Regions from separate parts of the Mus musculus genome. Here all the other regions are linked to region 1. Evidence: chromatin contacts called from public HiChIP or PLAC-seq and promoter capture Hi-C data. All regions are on one chromosome and are shown on one strand. The core of a region is the stretch at or near the end of the contact, and the rest is flanking DNA. Distances in the headings are between cores, read along the strand shown.

Region 1 (3,355 bases), core at 600-3,099:
CTTTTGCTGACAGAACCCACATCTAGACCAAAATACCTTCTTTCCTGCACCAATTCCAGCCCAGGGCAGAGCAGAGGCCAGCGAGCCATGACTAACTACCCTTCTGCTTTCCCGAGTCTCTCAGCCTTTGCACTCCCCTTTCCCTTGGTGTGAGCTAGGCCTGTCTGAGGGGTATTTCCCACCCCACAGCCAACTTCAGGAAGGAAACCACTATGGTTCAGTGCACGTCTTGGGATGGAGGCAGTTTCTTGAGGCTGCAGTTCTCCACTACCATGAGTGTGCAAAGCATGGCTCTTGGAATTCCTTTGCACAGCACTTTAGGGGGTCCTGGCTGCAACTGCTGGGCATTTCTCACAGCCATGGAGTTCCAACTGTTTCAGAACAAACTCTTCTGTTTTCTCCAAGGTTCAGCCTTTGCCTTTCATCTACTTGGCCAGTGAGGCTGCTCACAGGGCCTGTGGAGATGGTGCCTGGGGGCTTGCTTTCTCTGCTTTCCTTAAGTTTCCTCTTCCCTTCCTTACTGGGGAAGTTTTGGATTTTGTCTTGGATTTTGCCTTTCGTTCATGGATGGATCTCAAGGCCCTAGAACAATGTTTGGCTTGCAACAGCCATTATTAAAAAACTATCGAATCAAATAGCCATGCAGGGCCTAAGGGGGCTGTCCAAAGAAGCTAGAGTATTCTCAGCTTTCTCTCATTTTTAGGGATGGGGCCTATTTGATCTAGTTCAAACTGTTTACAGACATCTGGGTCCCATTTCTGTGACTTCAGGTTTCTCAGGCCAAACTTCTGAGCTGGCTGACTCACAGGTTTCCCTTGTGCAGGAGGTGTTTGGCTGGGACCAGGACTCCTGTTCCCAGCCACCCCAGGTTTGACTGGACTCCTGTCTGCTCTATCAATTCTTCCAAATGGAACTCTAGGCCATTCTGCCCTCAAGGATTTTCATTTCCTCTGTCTTCCTTTTTCACCTAAGGGAAGCTGCCTTTACTGTGTGTCACCAGAACTTTCCATTCTCCGAAGAGGGAACATTGAGTTGTGTTCTGCCTCATCAGCCCTTCATTGTCAGCCATAGCTGTCCCCTGCCCCGAAACGACTCTTGCCTGTTCCCCACTGGGTGCAGGCCAGGCGAGGGACGGAGGCATGTCAGTGAGGGGTGGACGTGGGGCCCGGCTGAGAAGGGCATGAGGTTAGGGAATGATGAACTGGCGATTATAACGAGTTGTTGACCTAATAGGGGCCAAAGCCTGCTATGGGGGCGCAGCGGACCGAAGCGGAGTTGAAGAGGCGCGGAGAGCTGAGTTGAGAGGCGTTAGGGAGGAGTTAGCTCCAGGGCTACGAAAAGGTGCGGGTGGATTTCCGTCTTGGATGCAGTGCCTAAGGCGAGGTCCAAGCCAAGAGGCTCCGGAGGATTAGGGCGGGGTAAGAGATGTTAAGGGCGGGGTCAGGACCAAATAGAGGATCAAGGCGTTGTTGACAGCGAATCCGCACCGGGCTTAAGTCCGGGTTAGTGAAGTGCTGAGAAGTGAGAAAGAACGGTGCTGAGGGCGGGATTGGGGTGGTGTTGAGAGAAGGGTCGGAGGCTTTGGCCGTGGTGGGGTGCGGGCGGTGCTCGGAGAAGGATCGGGGAGGTGAGAAGCTTAGAGGGAGTGCTGGGGGGTCGGGACTGTACTGACAGGCTAGGAGGTGTTGGTTATGGGAGGGGGAGACTGGGCGGTCCTGGGGGCGGGACCCAGAGGCGGAGTGGCGGGAGATGGGCGGTGCTGGGGATCAGGGAGGCTCGCCCCGCCCTGAAGGCGGCGCACGAGCGGGCCTGAGGTAGCCGTGGGCCGGCACGGCACCGACGGCTGGCAGAGAGCTGCGGAGGGCCGGGCGGTGCGCTCCCGGGCGGAGCCGAGTCCTCGGGGCTCCGGAGCGGAGCGGGGCGGGGCGGAGCGGGACGGTCGATCGGTCCGCCGTGCAGCTCGTTCAGGTGCCGCCGCCGCTCCACGTAGCCCGGCGGCGGGCCGGCTAGGGCACACGGACCTCGGCCCGCGGCTGTCCTTAGCCCAAGCCGGGCCCTTGCGTCCCAGGACTCCCGCGGAGCCATGGCGGGCCCTGGCCCGGGAGATCAGGACGAACACTACGATTTCCTGTTCAAGCTGGTGTTAGTGGGCGACGCGAGCGTGGGCAAGACGTGCGTGGTGCAGCGCTTCAAGACCGGCGCCTTCTCGGCGCGTCAGGGCAGCACCATCGGTGTCGACTTCACCATGAAGACGCTGGAGATCCAGGGCAAGCGGGTCAAGGTGGGAGGCGGCGCGGCCCGCTGCTTTGCTCCCGGCGGGCGGTTCGCGGCCAGTCCTTCGGCTTCCCCTTCTTTCAGAACGGGCTTGGGCCTTGATGTCCGTGCTGGGTTCAGGTCCGAAAGCACCACCTTGGGCTCTGGGAGTGGTGACAGTGGGCGGCCAGAGCGTGGAGGAGGAAGCCTGCACCCCACTCCCGCCCCCCCGTCTCTCAGCCTGGGGACTCCTTCGAAACAACTTGCGGTGGAAGGCAACCTGCGGGCCGTTCCGTGAGCGCCACGCATGCCGGGACAGACCCTTCCCTGCGCGGCCCTCTGGGGAGCACTCAGCCAAATAACGACATCCCCGTGACCGGGAGGGACCAGGAAGTAGTGGCTGCTAGGACCGGAGGTCCAAAAGTTTTTGTCAGAATTTCCTCCCTGGCCACGCCTCCCCGCGGTCTCTTTTATGGACCCGGTGGTGGAACTCCACTCCACCAGGGCCAGCGCGGAGTTGGGGTGGGGGTGGGGGGCCTCCCCGACTAAGGGTTGATAGAAACCGAAAACTTCATCACAGATACCGGAAGGTGGGGGAGAGAAGCAAACTTTGGCAATGACCCCAGCAGAAACAGCAGGATGTGGTTGTCACAATGTCCTGGCAATGATTTGATAAATAATATTTGTGATGAATGAAATCAAGTTTCTTAACCTAGGTGTCTGTCCTCCCTAAAAAAAAAAAAAAGGTAGCATCCTGGACAGGACACAGCGCTGTTCTTGTGCACAGAGGCTCTTAGTAACTTTCCTGATTTCCACCCTGCAGAAATCCTTTGCCGTTTTTCACGGTTTCTGGTTCACAAGGATCTTCAAGACAGCTTTAAAGAGAACTGGGTGGGGGCAGTCTTGTGTTTTCAGACGTGAAGCCCGAGGATGGGAGTCTTTTGACCCTGTTGCTGGTGTGGCTCGCTGCTCATTTGGGTGGCTGTAGGCCTGTTCTCTGTTGCCCTTGGCTGGAATACTTTGTTCTTTGTTTCTATAAAGTTGGGATAATTTCTGGGTGTTGCCTCTCTCCTGTCCCATAGTGTAGAAAAAAAAAAAAAAA
Region 2 (3,355 bases), core at 530-3,029, 820 kb before region 1:
AAAGATTTTCTTTCAAGCAGGAACGGTTCCAAACTGAGCCCATTGTTTTGGACCTCTAGTAGGCAAACTGAAGTAGGAGAGGAAGAGAACCAACTGAGCTCCTGTTGACTCTATCAGAGGCATGCCCTCCAGTAATCTAAGGACTTATCAGGTCTCCCGCCCTAAGGGTCAAACACCTCCAAATAGCATCATTCTGGAACTCACCGGTTCAACATGCAAACTTCTGGGGGAAAATCAACATCCAAACTATAGTAAGTTATAGTTTATATATTGATATATAAATATATTTAGTGATGCTAGATTGAACACTTAAAATGACTAGGTGGTAAAATCTATGTTAAACATATTTTACCACAAAGATTTTTTTAAAAGGAAAAATATGAGTGTGCACCAGAATGATCCAACCTGAGAAAGACTTATTTCTATGACCCCCAAAGCTTTGGGGGAGGGAGTAACGGAGTATTATTGTACAGTGTCTCATGTGCCCCAAGCTAGCCTTGAACTCCCAGTGAAGCCGACAGCCCCTTAAATTCCTGATTCCCCTGCCTTTACTTCTTGGGTGCTGGAATTACAAGTATGTCCAACCACTTCTAGCTTGATCTTGACTTTAAGAGAAAGGAATCACACACAAAAGAATCAGAACGGTTTCTAGAAACTGAAACAACCAGGTGACAGATTCTCTCCTAGAAATACACATCCACTGACAGCTTCACTTTAACCTATCGAGATCCTCACCCTTCCTAATGCTGTGACCCTTTAATACAGACTCTCATGTTGTGGTGATATTTCCAAGGGTCTTAGGTGACCCCTGTGAAAGGGTCATTTGACCCCTCCTCCCAAGAGCTTGTAACCCTCACACAAATGTGTATTACTACACTAAAGCCATTCTGGCTCGTTTTAAGCTAGCTGACTTAATACTGAGTCTTTAATCACAAAATAGATGATGCTCTATGACATTCTGAGGGGTACTAGCTCCCCATCACTGAGAGCACCCTGAGAACAGAATTAATCTTTTCTCAGGATTCGGGGACACTTTCCACTTACAGGAAATCCCCCCTCCCACATCAGAAGCTGAGTGCTGAAATTCAGTTGCCAGCTGTAATAAATAAAAATACAGAATTCTATGTTCTGTATTGAAACCAAAACCTGTTTTTGGTTTCAAAACAATGAGTTGCTTCTAAATGTGGACTGGCCATGCGATCTCTGAAACATATTATACGAAAAAAAGAAAAGAAATACCACTTGTATGTCTGAATTGTATATTTAACTGGATTCCTGTGTTTTCTTCAGCAACCCTACCATAGGCCGTACTCAATAAGATCACACAGAAGCCTCGGGTGAGCTTTGCAACGTTTAAAGATTAAATGAAAGACGTGTCCCCTTAAAAGATCCGATTTCCAAATTCTCTTTTCAAAGGTGTCTTTTTGGGCTCTTGACTGACAGAACACCGTTGTCCCTAGCGCGCGGTGTGGCGCGGGAAGACCCCGCGCAGGCGCACTTGCCGGTGAGGGACCTCTGGGGTCTGTGTGGAACAGGCGCGGGAAGACCCCGCGCAGGCGCACACTGCAGCGCGTGTCCCGGCCGCTTCCCGCGCGGAGGCCGAGCACCTGTTACCTCTGGGTGGCCGCCAGCGCCCTCCTCGTCCTCGCTGGGACGCCGCCTGTCCCTTGCACCCCCCTCGCTTGGTCTATTTATAGTGCTTGTCAGCCCAGGCCCATTTCGGGTAGTGTAGTCAGTCAGGCCTGCCCCGCCGCGCCCTCCCGACCCCGCGTGTGCCTAGTCACGGCGCCATGGCGGCGGAGCAGCAGCGAGTAAGTAGGGGCCTAGAGAGGGGACGCCCCCTCGGTCGGCCGGCCGGTGTGGGGTCAGCGGCCGCTCCGGTCTCCCTGCGGCATAATCCATTTGCTAGACCTCCAGGATAATTCCCTTCCCTAAATGACCCGGCTGATTATTTTGCGACCCCGCTAGACTATAAATGCCATCGAGGTAAGGGCTCTCCTGCCTTCCCGGAGCCCATAATAAAGCAGGGTTCGGTTCGTTTAAATTCAATCAGCGCTGAATGTATCCCTGGGCGACTCTCTTAACTTTAAAGCCAGGAATATAATTGCCTTGCATTTTCCCCACATGATTCTTAAGAGGAACTAATGAGCTATAATGCATATTAAAGCACTCGGAAAAAGTATAAGGAACTGGGTGAATGCAAAACATTGCGAGCACACCAAAGGAAAAAGAAGAGAAAGCTTATTTGTCTTTATCATCTCTGTGACTCATTATTGCAAGCCTTATGTACATCTGAGGGTGACTTGTTCGTATTAAACAAATCAGGGAAACGACATCAGCGGGGAAAGTTGAGTGTAATTAGGGTGGTATGCATGTTCAGCCATTTCCTACCGCGCTGGCAAAAGTAGGACTGGGGAAATCTGGTGATGGCAGAAACAACATACAGTAAGAGTGTTAGGTTATAAACCAGGGGTCACAAACTTAAATGGCTGTAAAATCACCCTCAAGAAGAGAAATAGGGAAGGCACCATAAATAATGGCTGACACTTAGGGCTTAGCACGGGTGGGCAGATGTGCCAACTGAGAAGCTGCAGCTGGCTTTTAGGTCACTTGGAAATAAGCCATTGTTGCCATTTTTTTTTTCTATAAATGCGGGAATGTTTCAAGTTTGCTTCAGCTGGCCCTTCCCCAGGAATGAGGCCTCTATCTCAGAGAGCAAATAATGACTGTGAATTAACTTTGAGGGTGGAGGTCAAAAGTAGATGTCATAATGCCACAAATAAAGGGAAGAAAGTCTCCTGGAAGGATTTATAGTTGGACAAGAGGATAATAACTTAAAGCATGGTTTAAGCAAAATCAGAATCTCCAAAGCTAACATATACATGTAAAAACACAAAGAGAGAAGGGCAGATATAGTGACACATGCCTTTAATCCTAGCACACAGGAGACAGAGGCAGGCAAGATTGCTGTGAATCAGAGGCCAGCTAAGGCTACCTAGAAAGACCCTGCCTCAGAAATATTTATTCAGATATAGGAGGGTAAGGTTATTAGGAATGATGTAGAACTAAACAAAGCATTAGTTTGATCAAACAACCATACCAAGAAACTCTTTTTTTTTTAATTTACTCACTTTACATTCCCCTCCCTGTCACCCCTCCCACAATATTTCCCCCCTCCCTCCTCCTTTTATCCACTGAGCAGGTGGGGGCCCTCCTGGGTATCACACACACACACACACACACACACACACACACACACACACACATATCAAGTTTGTGAGGCTAGGCGCATCCTCTCCCACTGGGACCAGACAAGACAACCCAGCTAGAAGAACGTAACTGAGATACAGCAACC
Region 3 (3,355 bases), core at 246-2,745, 740 kb after region 1:
CTCTGACCTCCACATTCACACAGACACACTTGCTCACATGTATTAGCCTCCCAGTCCCCAGACACCACCAAAGTAGAAACCAAACAAAGCAACAACAAAACTTGCTGCTGGTTTCCCAAATGACTTGGACTATAAACCACACTATTCATGTTTTCCAGGTCCCCTGTGAGCATTTCCAGGTTAACTTCTGTGCCTGCTCTTAATCAAAACACAGTGTAAGAGTACAGTGTTTGCACAGGTCTTGGTGTGCGCTACACTTTAGGAAGTATGATGTGTGTTCTATTGGTAAAATACTGTGTGCTGTTTGAATCCACTGAGAAACTGCCTCTGGAAATGGGGTTTTTCCCACCCCCCCACCCCCCACCATTTCAGGCCCAAGAATGTTTGTTCTCTCCAATCTGAAGACAGAATAGCCTTCTAAACACTGTGATAGGCACGAGAAAAAAACAGCCTAAGGAAAGCCATGGGAACAGCTCCAAGGAAAAACTATTTCTAACAGATGTTACTACTGTTTCCCCATAACAAACAAGTGTGTGCAGAGGGAAGGAAAAGCTGAAAAGTTAGAACCACCTCACCATCCCAGGTCTGTTTCTGCTCTACCCAATTTGACAATGCCCACTCTTGATACTCCGAAGCCTCCCCTTACTTGAGGGACCATTTTACCCTGACTAAACTCCAACTGACTGGGTTACAGAAGCCTTCCCAGTCAATTTCTGCTAGACATTTTGATATTTTGTTCTGTCTGTCTATCCATCATTTTCTACTGATTCTTTTCCTTTGGCTTGCCATATACTTCAGAAACTCAGCCATACAAAACCAAATGGATGGCTATAAGACAGAAAAAAAAACAAAAAACAAAAAAACAACGCCTGGAGGCTGGGGTGAGTCATACTCCATATAAAACAGACAAATTACATGAGGAGGGCGCACCTTTAAATCAAGAGGCAGCTGGAGATATGTGAGTCTAAGGCTGGCCTGGTCTTCAAAAGTGAGTTCCAGGCCATTTGGGACTATATAACACCCTACCCCTCCTCCCAAAAGAGCAGACAGTCTACCAGAGAAGGTAGTATTGCAGATGGAGATCAAGAACAGGCATGTTAAGACATGTTTCCTAAACTTAGTCAAGCAAATTCCCTGATGGCTTTTAGGCTAATTCTAGGAGTCCCCCAAGGTCTGAAATGACTTATGTACAATGTGTGAGACCCAGGCAGGCCTCTTGCTGCTCCTGCCTCAGCCTGCCAAGCATGTCATAATCTGGATAATGCTTTAGTCTAACTCTGACAACACAGCCATAACTAAGAAATAAATAGAAAGACTGCTTAGGAGGTGGGGTTCCTCAGGAGCGTCACTGAAGGAACACACCCATGAGTGACTGGCAATGTGACCTTTGGCAAACATTCAGCTGACAGTTCTGACGTCCCCGAGAACTCCTATCCTGTTTACATTAGACAACTCATATGCACGTAATACACGTAAGAGTTTTAAACACAGTAGCTGTCTCAGCGCTGGTGTATGACTCAGAAGGAGACGACACACATAGCACATGCAGGGTCCTAGTTTTGTTCCCCAGGATGTGGCACAGAGGGATTAAGACAACACAGTAACCACAGGAATAAAGGCATACCATGAAGTTCTCAAAGTCGGCCTCATTCTCTTCGCTTAGCAAACAGGTCTTTTTCCTGACTTAAGTTCCACGAATCCTTTGAGCACTGTGCTCTGGCCCTGGGTCTCCTCCCTCACAGATCTATGTGGTCCTCACGGTCCCACTCCTATTGCTCCTGTCTCCCCATTCTTCCTCTTTTCACTGTGCTCAGACAGATCGACATCGTACTGCTATATATAACCCAGGCTTTCCCTTCCCTGGCACCTACAGACCAGATAGCACCCAGACTTTAAAAGCTAATCAGCTTCCATAACAGAGGTGCCCCCTGAGCCCACCATCCACCTCCTCAGGACAGTTCCTCTCCCCAACTTTCCTAAACTGACTTTTATAATTCTTCAAATCCTAGACCTGAGACATACCCTAAACTACTGAGCATAAGCATAACAGAGCATAAGCCTCCTCATGGCTTTCACACCAATGCCCTCAGCTAATGCTCTTCCAGGCAGCCCAGTGTTCCCATCTGACCTCCACTTACTTACATCTTCCAAGCCTACACCTTCTTACATCGCGAGGCTTCCCCTCATCCCAACATCCCTTTCCTAAATTCAATACTAAACTTTAAACACTTTCTAGTGCTTGGATCATATTTTACATTTATTTAAATTGTTAATTATATATTCATATGATTAAATTATTAAGGGCAAGACTACATCAGAAACTCTGCTATGGTCTACTCCTGTGACATGAGTTGGAGACTAGAGTCTAGTCATGCGGTATCTGTAAGCTGCTGTGGTGTGTGCTCTAGAGACCAGAGCTGCTCTCTGACTTCTGCTTTCAACATGGAGCAAAGTGCAAACATGAAAGACCTCTGCAGAAGTTCGTGTTTTGCTACTTATGACAGAAACCTAGGGGCTGGAAAGATGGCTCAATGGTTAAGAGCACTTGCTGTTCTTGCAGAGAATTTGGGTTCTGTTTCCAGAGCACACATGATGGCTCCCAACTATATCAAACTCCTGTTCCAGTTCCTCTTCTAATCTCCAAGAGAATCAAGCACAAATGTGGTACACATATTATACAGACAGGCAGGCAAAGTGCCCAAGGTCTGATAACCACAGCAAGAACCTAGTGTGTGACTGTCACCTCGTAGTGGGATTATGCACATTCACACTGTGAGCCCCAGCCCTGCTATCCAACTCTAGAACTCTCCCACATACCCAGTGAAAACTACCTAGGAGACCATGACTCTCCACCATTCCCCAGCACCTGTCCCCACCAGCCCACTTTCTGTCCCCAAATCTGAGCTGACTCAACCAATACACAGTGCAATCGCACTTTGATACCTGGCAATCTTAGCTGTTCCACAAATCTATAAGAAGGACAATAATTTGTCAGGTTGCTAATGGCACTCCCCCAGGAGACTTAAATGACAAAATATAAAATGTCATTACCAGTGTAGTCATCAAAATTGACTCTTCCTCTCATTGTGTTCACAACAGATTCTGGCTGCTCAAAAATTTCCTTCTGCATAAATGAACTAAAGTTGCCTACAAAAATAAAAATTATATAATTAAAACAACAGTAAATAAGCTAAGCAATCTGTACACAATCAACTACCTCTTCAATATAAACACACTATCTCAAGGTAATCTTGAGAGATGAAACAAAGGCCATGCAACAAGGGATTTTCATTCAGACTGACTTCCTAAAAGCCTGGATGAGTATTTCCACTCTACATGAGAAACGAACAAGGAA

What was found. HiChIP or PLAC-seq counts read pairs in DNA pulled down with a chosen protein or histone mark. Capture Hi-C pulls out chosen DNA fragments and counts their contacts.
Region 2: a promoter capture Hi-C map of pancreatic islet shows a contact between it and region 1. The contact joins the promoter of Kbtbd12 here to the promoter of Rab43 in region 1. A contact is called at or near these places in 2 of 39 promoter capture datasets (both in liver) and 1 of 9 other capture datasets (pancreatic islet).
Region 3: a contact with region 1 is called in a FOXA1 HiChIP or PLAC-seq map of pancreatic cancer cells. The contact joins the enhancer-like site here to the promoter of Rab43 in region 1. A contact is called at or near these places in 3 of 39 promoter capture datasets (the 3T3-L1 cell line and hippocampal neurons) and 2 of 115 datasets of contacts at active chromatin or transcription factors (large pre-B cells and pancreatic cancer cells).

Annotation. Positions count from the first base shown.
Region 1 is chr6:87,810,273-87,813,627 of GRCm38.p6, reverse strand. Rab43 (RAB43, member RAS oncogene family) reads left to right here and starts at 1,849. Exons shown (of 3, transcript NM_001039394.1): 1 at 1,849-2,281. The coding sequence starts at 2,084.
Region 2 is chr6:88,625,853-88,629,207 of GRCm38.p6, reverse strand. It overlaps Kbtbd12 (kelch repeat and BTB (POZ) domain containing 12), which reads left to right and starts at 1,779. Exons shown (of 6, transcript NM_001278671.2): 1 at 1,779-1,811.
Region 3 is chr6:87,067,476-87,070,830 of GRCm38.p6, reverse strand. It overlaps Gfpt1 (glutamine fructose-6-phosphate transaminase 1), which reads right to left. Exons shown (of 19, transcript NM_013528.3): 11 at 3,052-3,147. Among named protein-coding and RNA genes, the nearest start is that of Gfpt1, 26 kb to the right of the region's middle. Within about 2 kb of position 1,495, at least 93 of the 459 cell types and tissues checked have an H3K27ac peak or open chromatin away from gene starts, as enhancers often do. A contact at or near this core is called in pancreatic cancer cells, where this site is marked.